Regions from separate parts of the Mus musculus genome. Here regions 2 and 3 are each linked to region 1. The links are chromatin contacts, called in public promoter capture Hi-C maps. All regions are on one chromosome and are shown on one strand. The core of a region is the stretch at or near the end of the contact, and the rest is flanking DNA. Distances in the headings are between cores, read along the strand shown.

Evidence for each region. Promoter capture Hi-C pulls out the DNA fragments that hold promoters and counts their contacts.
Region 2: a contact with region 1 is called in a promoter capture Hi-C map of liver, with 3 times the contacts expected there. The contact joins the promoter of 3110070M22Rik here to the enhancer-like site in region 1. A contact is called at or near these places in 9 of 39 promoter capture datasets (the C10 cell line, the HPC-7 cell line, embryonic stem cells and 4 more), 1 of 484 Hi-C or Micro-C datasets (nephron progenitors), 2 of 115 datasets of contacts at active chromatin or transcription factors (the SCID.adh cell line and embryonic stem cells) and 2 of 9 other capture datasets (adipose tissue and liver).
Region 3: a contact with region 1 is called in a promoter capture Hi-C map of trophoblast stem cells, with 2.7 times the contacts expected there. The contact joins the promoter of 4833420G17Rik here to the enhancer-like site in region 1. A contact is called at or near these places in 2 of 39 promoter capture datasets (macrophages and trophoblast stem cells), 16 of 484 Hi-C or Micro-C datasets (the AML12 cell line, B cells, embryonic stem cells and 8 more), 4 of 115 datasets of contacts at active chromatin or transcription factors (the SCID.adh cell line, embryonic stem cells, hepatocytes and 1 more) and 3 of 9 other capture datasets (adipose tissue, liver and pancreatic islet).

The regions. Positions count from the first base shown.
Region 1 is chr13:119,388,072-119,391,452 of GRCm38.p6, forward strand. Nnt (nicotinamide nucleotide transhydrogenase) reads right to left here. Exons shown (of 17, transcript NM_001308506.1): 5 at 1,123-1,210. Among named protein-coding and RNA genes, the nearest start is that of Nnt, 19 kb to the right of the region's middle. Within about 2 kb of position 1,865, at least 8 of the 459 cell types and tissues checked have an H3K27ac peak or open chromatin away from gene starts, as enhancers often do. A contact at or near this core is called in hepatocytes, liver and trophoblast stem cells, where this site is marked.
Region 2 is chr13:119,486,700-119,490,080 of GRCm38.p6, forward strand. 3110070M22Rik (RIKEN cDNA 3110070M22 gene) reads right to left here and starts at 1,685. Exons shown (of 1, transcript NR_027974.1): 1 at 558-1,685. It overlaps Tmem267 (transmembrane protein 267), which reads left to right and starts at 1,774. Exons shown (of 3, transcript NM_001177666.2): 1 at 1,774-2,295.
Region 3 is chr13:119,461,149-119,464,529 of GRCm38.p6, forward strand. It overlaps 4833420G17Rik (RIKEN cDNA 4833420G17 gene), which reads left to right and starts at 1,611. Exons shown (of 13, transcript NM_001113550.1): 1 at 1,611-1,971.

The DNA.
Region 1 (3,381 bases), core at 615-3,114:
ATGTTCTTGCTAGACATCCTGGCCTTTGTTTAAAGGGCTTGTTTTTCTTTCTGTGGTCTGTTTCACTCAAGGCTGCTTGGTTTTTGTTTTGGGTTCTGGTTTTTGTTTCTCTCGTAGATTTCTTGGTCGAACCATTCTGAGTTTGTTAAAAAAAAAAAAAAGTATTTAAGAACAGAAAGCAGGCAGATGGATGACTCCTTATATATGTCCTATGCCTCGACTCGGGCTTGTATTCAGTGGGCTCCCCATTAAAGGGCCATGACGTAACCTCCGATGTTGTAACCTCCCACTCACGGCTTCTCACTAACCCCTCTCTTTCTCTCTCTATTCCCAATCGGGATTCAGGAGGCAGCTCCCTTCCGCTGTGCCTTGATTGTACCACCTCCCATTATTTCCTGTTCTCTTGATGTCCCTCCCCTCCTCAGCTGACAAGAGGGAAGAAATCAAAGAAGTGTTTTCTACAAACTATGGGTCTGCAGTAATCAGGAAACACAGACTTACTGAATAATATCTTGAAGTTCTTCAAAAAGTAATAGTAAATTGACCCACAGGTCAATCTAGACAAAATCCACTTAAGAATTCAAATAAGTCAGAAACTGAAAAGGCAAAAGAAAAAAGACTAAACTTTTAAAACAAACAAACAAAAATGCCAGAATTTCTTTTTTTTTTTTTCAAGCAATATTCAATGTTCAGCTCTAAAGTTTCACTTTAAATTTCTAAGTACAACAGTAACATCAGCGAGGCTAACACACAGCAAGACATTTGAAAGTAACCATATTTTATGTCACCTTCAACTTGTCTCATTAAGAAACACTGAAAGTGGGGCTGGAGAGATGGCTCAGAGGTTAACAGCGCTGACTGCTCTTCCAGAGGTCCTGAGTTCAATTCCTAGCAACCAACCAAGTGGTGGATCATAATCATCTATAGTGGGATTTGGTGCCCTCTTCTGGCAGGTATGCATACATCCAGTACAGAACACTTGTATACATAATGAATAAATAAATAAATAAACAAACAAACAAACAAACGTGTGTGTGGTGTGTGTGTGTGTGTGTGTGTGTGTGTGTGTGTGTGTGTGTGTGAGTGTGTGTGTGTATGAAAAACACTGGAAGTTATACATACCTTCGCAGGGGGAACTTTTCCAGCAGCTGTGATCTGCCCAGTGAAAAACCTCCCAAAATGATTCGCTGCTAAAACAACAGCCTTATAACTGGAAAAAAAAAAAAAAAAAAAAAAAGACAGCTCTATAAAATAAAAGGTGGAGGACCATACATTACTACAACCTGTCAGTTACATAACTGCAGAAGCTCCCACAGCGAGGTTACTTCTGAGCACTGTTTATATACTTACCCCTCCGACCTTTACAGTCGCCCTCTGAATGAGTACAATTGCTACATTTGTTTCATAAACACAGACACAAAGGTGAAAGGGCGACTTGCCTGCTAGCACTAGGCTAGTCAGCAGCAGAGCGAGAAATCTGCCCTGGGCAGCATTCCTGCGGAGGAAGACTCTCACCCAAAGAGTTACCCAGCCGCTTCCTAACAAATGCTGCAGACTAGCCGAGATAGTTTAAAAAGTACAGACACCGAATGCCATCAGCGCCTGTCTTCGGGTGTCAAGGCTCCCTATCTTCAAACCGTGCTGTTCAAATGTTCTTTGGTGACTATGTAGTACTTACATTATACTAGGAGAGGTGTATCTATATTAGTTGTAACATTGTATGTAATATTTCAGTCTCAGAGGGGAAAAAATCACTACCTGTGATCAGGAGTGGCTGAAAACTTGGGCTCCTGAGACAGACCAAACGATCAGATCTGAGCAAGTTAACCCTTGCTCTCCTCATCTCTAAAACAAGAGCCAAGGGGTGTGTCAAGCTCTGAAAGCTATTGAAAGAACAAAGTCAACACGGGTGAAATATTCAGTGTGGTTCTTGTCCCATGGCAAATGCTCAGTAAATATGGTTTAACTACAGAAACAAGCTATCCAATGAAAACTAACAGCGAGCCAAATCATTTCTTTAATAGGATGTCTGGGGCCCACTATACTAATCTTATTTCCATATTATCTTTACCTAGTTAAACACAACTATTTGATTCTAAGACTCACGTGCTGGCTTTCAGCAAAACCTCTCCCTCGTAGTTGTAATACTTAATAAAACAATATAGAAAAACTCTATCATCACTGTCATTACTGTAACTTAATCAAAAACACACTACCATCACTGTTGTGACTTTAAGTTAGTCATAGTGGAACAGAAAAAATATTTTTTTTTTCAAGTGGTGTTTCTAAACACTCCGCCCCATCTGAGTGCAACCTGCCGTCCGTGGCGCTAATGGAACCTACTTATATTGTCTTGAAACATTCTGTTTGCCCAAACGATTCTGCAGCTAAAAACACTGATACAGAGCTGATTTTGACATCCTCCCAATTACATGCATCTTATGTGACAGAATCAAGAGCACTCATAGAACTCTGCATGGTACATGTTAAGCTCCACCTTGTGTAACAGTCACTCTTCCAGCCACTAAACATGGCAACAATTTCTTTTTGTGCCCCCCCACCCCACCCCGCACAGATTTTATACCACAAGAAATGATCTCAGCTGATCTTAGCAAACCATCTGCTACCTTATACTGAGGATAACTAAGTGTGTTTCTGTTCACTTACTCCTTGTATGTGTGCTGGTGTATGTTCATGTGGGAGCACATACATCAGAGGACAGAACCTGTGGCAATCAGAAGCCAACCTCGGGTGTTGTTCCTTGGGAGTCTTGAACCTTCTTTTTTGTTGTTGTTTTTTTGAAGACAGGGTTACAAACTTGTGCCCACTCATCTGGCTTTTTATGTGGGTGCTGGGGCTCAAACCTGGGTCCTCAAGCTTGTGCACTGAGTGCTTTGTCGGTGGAGCTATCTTGACAGCCCCACCAGTTATGTGAACTTGTTTTACCTTTAATATAATGGCAACCCATATGAGCAGGGTGAACAGCTGAAACACAAAGTAGATTCTTTGGCACATTTGATACGCGGCATGTTTTAAATGTTATATCTAAAACAGAAAACTTGGGCCAGTGAGATGGCTCAATGGGTAAAAGGGCATGCCGCGCAAGCCTGCCAGACAGTTCGATCCCAGGAACCCACATTTGCAAGTCTGCATGGAGGCACTAATTTGTAATCCTAGCACTGCCTTGGCAGTGCTTGGGTGTGGTGTGAAGCTGGGAGCTGAAGACTGGAGAATCACCTGGAAGGTGACAGAAGCAGCTAGCCTAGGGGACAAAGCTCAGTACCACAAGAGACCCCCTCCCCAGTAAGACAGAAGAACCTACTCCTGAAAGCTGTCTGACCACCAGATATGCTTGCCCATACTCACTCATGCACACACACA
Region 2 (3,381 bases), core at 435-2,934, 98 kb after region 1:
TGTTCCTCGTAAGTGTGATGGCAGGTTATGTAGTTTTGGAGAAACAGTTGGTGTACTCTTCTCCAGGGAAGATTAGGGTTGAGGCCTCCTGGGCTTTTATGAGAGGGCTTGGAGGGAGGAAAGAGAAAGGAGAAATATTATCTCACAAAAATAAAAAGTAATTTAAAAAATACCCAGAGGGTTTTGAACCTACCGCTGGCTCCTCTTAAAAAGAGGGGTCAGCCGGGCGTGGTGGTGCACACCTTTAATCCCAGCACTTGGGAGGCAGAGGCAGACGAATTTCTGAGTTCGAGGACAGTCAGGGCTACACAGAAAAACCCTGTCTCGAAAAACCAAAAAAAAAAAAAAAAAAAAGAGGCATCATTTCCTCCCCTATCCAAACTATAAAAAGCAAAGCTGTATATCAAAAAAGAAAAGTGACCAAAGCAACCCTGTTGCAACCTAAATGATATAGGCTAGGTGTCCAGATCCGGTTTGTTTTTCTCTGTTCATACGCAGGAACTCTGAAGCCCACAAAGGGCAGCAGAGCAATCTCATGCCACAGACAGACCCGGCAGTTGAAGAAAAGTGTTTACTGGGGGTGAGGAAACACATGAGGCAGAGGCTCAGAGAAAAAGACCCCCCAAAACCAGAGCAGGAACTCCGGAAGCAGGAAAGCCGGGTCTCAGGAGGGTGGGGGGTGTTTAAACCCCCCTGAAGAGTCTTCCTCCCCTTGAGGGTTGGTCCACAACAGTTCTTGTCATGATCCAGCCTTGAACTTGGGCCAGTCCATCTATGATCGTCCCAACTACCTCACTAAAGTTAGCCTCTCCTAGTTGAGATATATCACTATGTGTCCAGCATATTTCCACTTGGTCAGTGCCCTTCAGTAAAGGAGCTCCTCTGCTGGAATAGTTCATCTGAAGCGATTCTGTGAGTGATTTTCTGACGCAGGGGGATGACTGTGGCCCTCTGCTGGAATAGTTCATCTGAAGCGATTCTGTAGCCGAGCCCAACACAAGGATTCAGGATGCATTGTATGAAGAGCAGTCAGTGTTCTTAACATCCCCCCGCTGACACAGGGGGATGATGCTGATTGAGTGTGGGGCAGGGGGATGTGGCTGTGTGACTGTGTGAGGCAGGGGGATGACTGTGGCCCTCTGCTGGAATAGTTCATCTGAAGCGATTCTGTAGCCGAGCCCAACACAAGGATTCAGGATGCATTGTATGAAGAGCAGTCAGTGTTCTTAACCGCTGAGCCTTCTTGCTTTGCCCTCGATGTCCTGAGATCAGCCGCCTCCCATCGCCCGTGTCGCCCCCGCCGGTGAGTAGCAAAGCCTTGAGAAATCCCCAAGGGGGCGGTGAAGCGCTGCGGTGCGTCTGGTCTGACAGGTCGCGCGATCCTGCATCGTCTGCCCTGTGGCGTCCACTGCAGGACGTTAGGAACGTCTGAGCCGTCGAGCCCCCGACCCACGGTGTGCCCTGCAGCCGGCGAGGGGCTTCTCCATCCCGGCCGCCACAGGTGAGCATCGTGGTGAGCGGGGTGACTCGATGAGCACAGACACCGACGGGACGTTTTCCACGTTTCCGTCCGGCTCTGAGGGCTCTGAGGGCGTGCAGAGCTCAGGGCGGCCACCGGCTCAGGCTCATCCAGCGAGCGACCCGCATCCCGGCGTCCGCGGGGACCCGGAGGACTCGGCCGCTCTGGCCGGCGGCGCGCGCGTCTCTATGGTGCGGCCGAGGGGCGGGGCGCCGTCGTCCGCCCGCCTACCGCGAGGCGCGCCGGGTGGAGCCGAGCCGCGGCTCGCCGGGCGGGGAGGGACGGCCGGACCGCGCTGCGTCCAGAGGGAGCCGGAGCCGGGCGAGGCGGAGGATCGAGTCCCGGGCCGGGGCTGCGGGCTCAGGGTGGACTCGAAACCTCTCAGAGCCTCACCCCTCCCTCCCTCCCTCCCTCCCTCCCTCCCTCCCTCCCTCCCTCCCTCCCCTGCCCTCCCTCTCTCGCCCTCCGACCCCGTCGACGCCGCTCTTCTCGGCTCTGCGCTTTTTCCAACCCGAAGCGAAGCGGGGAGCCGGTGGGCGGGTGGAGAGCTGAGGCCTCCTGTGCAGTTTAACAGTCGACATCGTAGAAATCCATTCTTTTTAATCTAAAACTTACTCGATCCCACGGACCTCAGAACAGCACGCGTGGAGGAGTCGGCTCAGAACAGAAACACGTGGAAACGCTTCACTGTCCATTGTATCTGTCGCCGTCACGGGCGCTCTTTCACACGCGGAGAGAGACCGGATGGCCTCAGAGTCACGCTGACGTGAAAAGAGGTTTGCGTCTGCTCCTTGTATTGATTATCAGCACCAGATCCGACATCTGCGTTTGATAGTTTGGCTCCCGACTTAAACGCGTTGACTGACACGGCAACCATAGTGTGAGGACCGGTTTGTAAAGCCGGATGAAGGCAGTTTGGGTCAGGGGGTGTTTTTGTGTGTTGTGATAATGTTGCTTGATGGTTCACTTTTTGAGACATGGTCTCTTTGTGCTCTTCCTGTTGATCTGGGAATGTTATCGGAGCTCGTGATTGTTCCCTGAGTGCTGGGACAACAGACCTGAATCCAGCACTCTGTACTCCCAAATGCCACACACACACACACACACACACACACACACACACATACACACACACACACACACATACACACACACACACACACACACACACACACACACATACACACACACACACATACACACACACACACACACACATACACACACACACACACACATACACACACACACACATACACACACACACACACACACACACACATACACACACACACACACACTCACACACACACACACACACACACACACACACACACACCGTGCAAACAACCACTGAACTGCCGAGGAGCCATTAGGTTCTGTTTAAAACGTTTCTAAGTGAAAGTGTCAGACATCCAGAAAAGTAGAGATCAGCGTGAAGACCTGTGGGCTGTTTGTCCACACGAGGGACCGGCTGCTCGTGCAGGGACCCGGGTTTAGTTCCGAGCACCCACATGGCAGCTCACAAGACTGTGACTCCTGTCCCGTCCTCTCTTCTGACCTCTACAAGCACCACAAGATGCAGGCAAACATCCAAAAACACAATAAAAATGTTAAAGCTCAGATGTGGCACAGCACTGAAGCGTTTGACAAGTGGACCGATTATTGATTTCAGTAGGCTGTGGCAGATTAGAACTCAGCTCAGAATCATGCTTGCTTATTTAAAAAAAAAAGATTTACTTATTCTATGTATATGAGTGCTCTATTTGTGTGTGTACTTGCCGGCCAGAAGAGGGCACCGGATCCCATTACCGATGGTTGTGAGCCGCCATGTGGTTGCTGGGCCTTGAAGTCAGGTCCTC
Region 3 (3,381 bases), core at 361-2,860, 73 kb after region 1:
CCTGTTTACCCTTTGCTGCCCACAATCCATTCCCCATCAGCAATCCCAGTAATCTTTCAAAACATGAAATCCCGTGTAGCAGAAATTCCATTCGGGTTCTCAAACATTAGATGGGGAAAGGGTGGGGGTAGAAAACAGCTACACAATGTACAGTACATACTGTCACAGGTCATTAAGAAATAAGACTGTGGTTGGGCGGTGGTGGCGCATGCCTTTAGCCCCAGCACTCGGGAGGCAGAGGCAGGCGGATTTCTGAGTTCGAGGCCAGCCTGGTCTACAAAGTGAGTTCCAGGACAACCAGGGCTACACAGAGAAACCCTGTCTCAAAAAAAGAAAGAAAGAGAAAGAAAGGAAGGAAGGAAGGAAGGAAAAGAAAAGAAAAAAGAAAGGAAGGAAGGAAGACTGTTATCTGTCCAAGGATGTCTTTACTTAAGATCATTCTTTGTATCAGTATATTTTCAAGTGATGGCTAATTGAAGAGTTAGATCCTGTTTTCCCAATCCCTTACTGATAGCTTTGCTTAAAGCTCTTGCACTAAACAAATATTCCTAATAAAGCTTTTTTGTTAGTTTGTTTTTTAAGAAAAAGTTGCCTGGAGATTTTTAAATTTAGAATCAGCAAATTTCTTCGAGTCTGGCTCCATCCATAATGACCTGGCCATACTACCTCAGGCCTCCTTCCTCCCTGATCATGCTTCAACCCCTTAAAGAGACATCATCTTTCCCTTGGACTGCTTGGAGTTGTAACAGAGCCTTGACCTTTGCTTGTACTTAGCAAGTACCTATTTAAAACTCCAGATTTGGAGCTCTGGCCATATGGATAATGTCCTTGTGGAGAGATCTGCCCCCCCCCCCTTGCTCTGAGCTCACCCTCATACTGAGGGCAATAGGCAGCACAAAGAGGTCTGCTTTACTACCAAGAGTGTCTTGTGGACAGTCTATAATCTGGATGCAATACTATTTTTAGGCAGGGCAAAGCCAGGAAGATGGTGAAGCACATCTTTAATCCCAGCACTAGGGAGGTAGAGGCAGACAGATCTCTGAGTTCGAGGTCAGCTGGGTCTACAGAGCGAGTTCCAAGACAGCCAGGTTTACACAGACCCTGTTTCAAAAACAAACTAAACAAAACAAAACCCAAAAAAACTCAAACCTCAGATTTTAGTGGAAGTATTTTCTCAGACTCTATTCTCTCATAGATCGCTGTGTTTTTTAGTTTAGGAACACTCATAACTAATAGAATATTTTGTCCCCCCAGTCATTCTCCAATCCCCATCCTGACCCCAGTGAATTGGGCTAATCCGCAGCGTATTTTGCTGACGTCGTACGCATGTCTAATGGCAATAGATTAAGAATTAGAAGACATTTTCTGGCACCTCTTAAAACAAGTGGTCTTTGTCTTCGATTACTTTTAAAGAATTTTAAAGCTCCGCTAACACCTATCCTGTGACAGTGTCGCCTGGTAAAACTGGTCTATAACCCTAATCCCCACGGAAACTCGGCGCTTCCGTGCCGACACTGAGCACCCGATACGTGGAGACCAGAGTCCAACCCGGAAAACCGGTCTTTTCCGGAACTGCTCTTTGCAATGGAAGAGGCGGGACTTCCGGCTTCGCTTTTCCGGAGACCGCCCCTTCCTCTCGGTGCGGGAGGCTCCAACTGCTGCCTCGCTTTGTGTTTTGTTTGTTTGTGTTTTGTTTGTTTGTGTTTTGTTCCTCGCGTCGCCGATGCTGCCCCAGAGGACTGGACCGGTGTTTCAACCGAAACACTTCTTGTATCCGTGTTTTTCCGTAGATGTGATTATTTTTCTTCCTCAAGAAATGCTTCTCGGTAGTTAATACATTACGGAAGGAACCGTGGAGAAGCGCTACGCAAACAGCACAGTTCGTGCCACTTGAGCAAAATAGAGGTCGGTCGGAGGCCGAGGTTGCCCTCCCTTCCAGGTGCAGAACAACTTCGCAGCCCACAGCCGCCGGTGAGTGTTGCAAGTTTGGCGGTGGTCTTGCTGAGGGTGTTTTCCCGCCCCCTTCTCTTTCCCCGGGTTTGTTTTGAAAAAAAAAACGAGCCTTCAACATGCAGAGGAGGGTTTTCGGTTCGTTATCCCCCAGACCTAACGTGTTGAATGGTGAGAGTGCAAACGTGAATAAAACGATGCAAAGCACCAATTTGCTCTTAAAATACCAGGTAGAGCTATGCGTGTGTGCACATACGTCTCTTCGTCTGTAATCACGGTGTTTGCTTATTGGCGTTGCAAGGATTTAAACAAGTGACGTAAAGCAGTTACTGTGGTCTTACCTGTGGGAAGTTAACCCGTGACGGCAATATAGAGATGCACTGAAGACAGACGAAATGGGAGAAAGATAGTTGTAGTAAATAAGAGTTCAGCTTCCAACAAAAGGAGATAAAGGGCCAAATTCAAGCGAGATTTTAAAAAGCAATAGAAAGCTAGTTACAGGCAGAAAGCATCGTGATGACAGTGGTGTCATCAACGCATATCGTGAACTCAAGGGGAAGAATTTAAATATTTATTCTTTCTGTATTTGATGAAAGTTTATTTGTCCAACAGCTTTCTTTGCCTAGTACTATTTGAGGTCCCAGTGATACATTTGTAAATAAGACAGGAGAGATCTGTTTTGTCTGAGTTTCTATCCTGGTGGGAGGTACTGATAAAGTCTATGAGGACAAAAGATATGTTAGGATAGCAATTATGGATGGAGTAGTTTAGCTTAGGTGATAAAGTTGGGCCTTGGTGCAAGTGGTATTTGTGTTGAGATGTGAGTTCTGATGAAGAGTTTGTGATATGATAAGCAAGGAGACGACAAGCTAGACAGAGAGAGCAGGGCAAAGTTCCTGAGATGAGAAACACCTTCTTTCAAGAGCAATCTCTACAAAGCCAGTGTGATTAAAATGATCAGAACAAGGGAATTAGGAAGTGACATTTGGAGAAAGTGGTGGGCTAGCCTGTGTGGCCTCTGCAGGCTGTAGTGTAGGACTATTGATCTAATTCTGTGTGCAAATAACTAGGATTAATGGGCTCCAGCTAAAGAATGGATTTAGGGGATGCTGCAGAAATCTGCTTTTGGTGGGAGTGCTTTTGTTATAGTTTAATCAGATTCTGTTTCTCTATGGAACAAAGACATAGAAGTCTATGCTGCTACCGGTAGCCTGAATTGTGCGTACCTTATTTGCATATTTAAAAATAAAAAAAAAGATGAGGATGAAAGTAACCATCGTTATTAGGTAAGGTCTTGAAGAGTCTTTGATTTAAGTAATCAATAAGAATGATTAAAGTAACAACAGAGATGGCAGTAGAGAAGAAACCCTTACTAACTGTCTTAGTTAGGGTTTTACTGCTGTGAACAGACACCATGACCAAGGCAAGTCT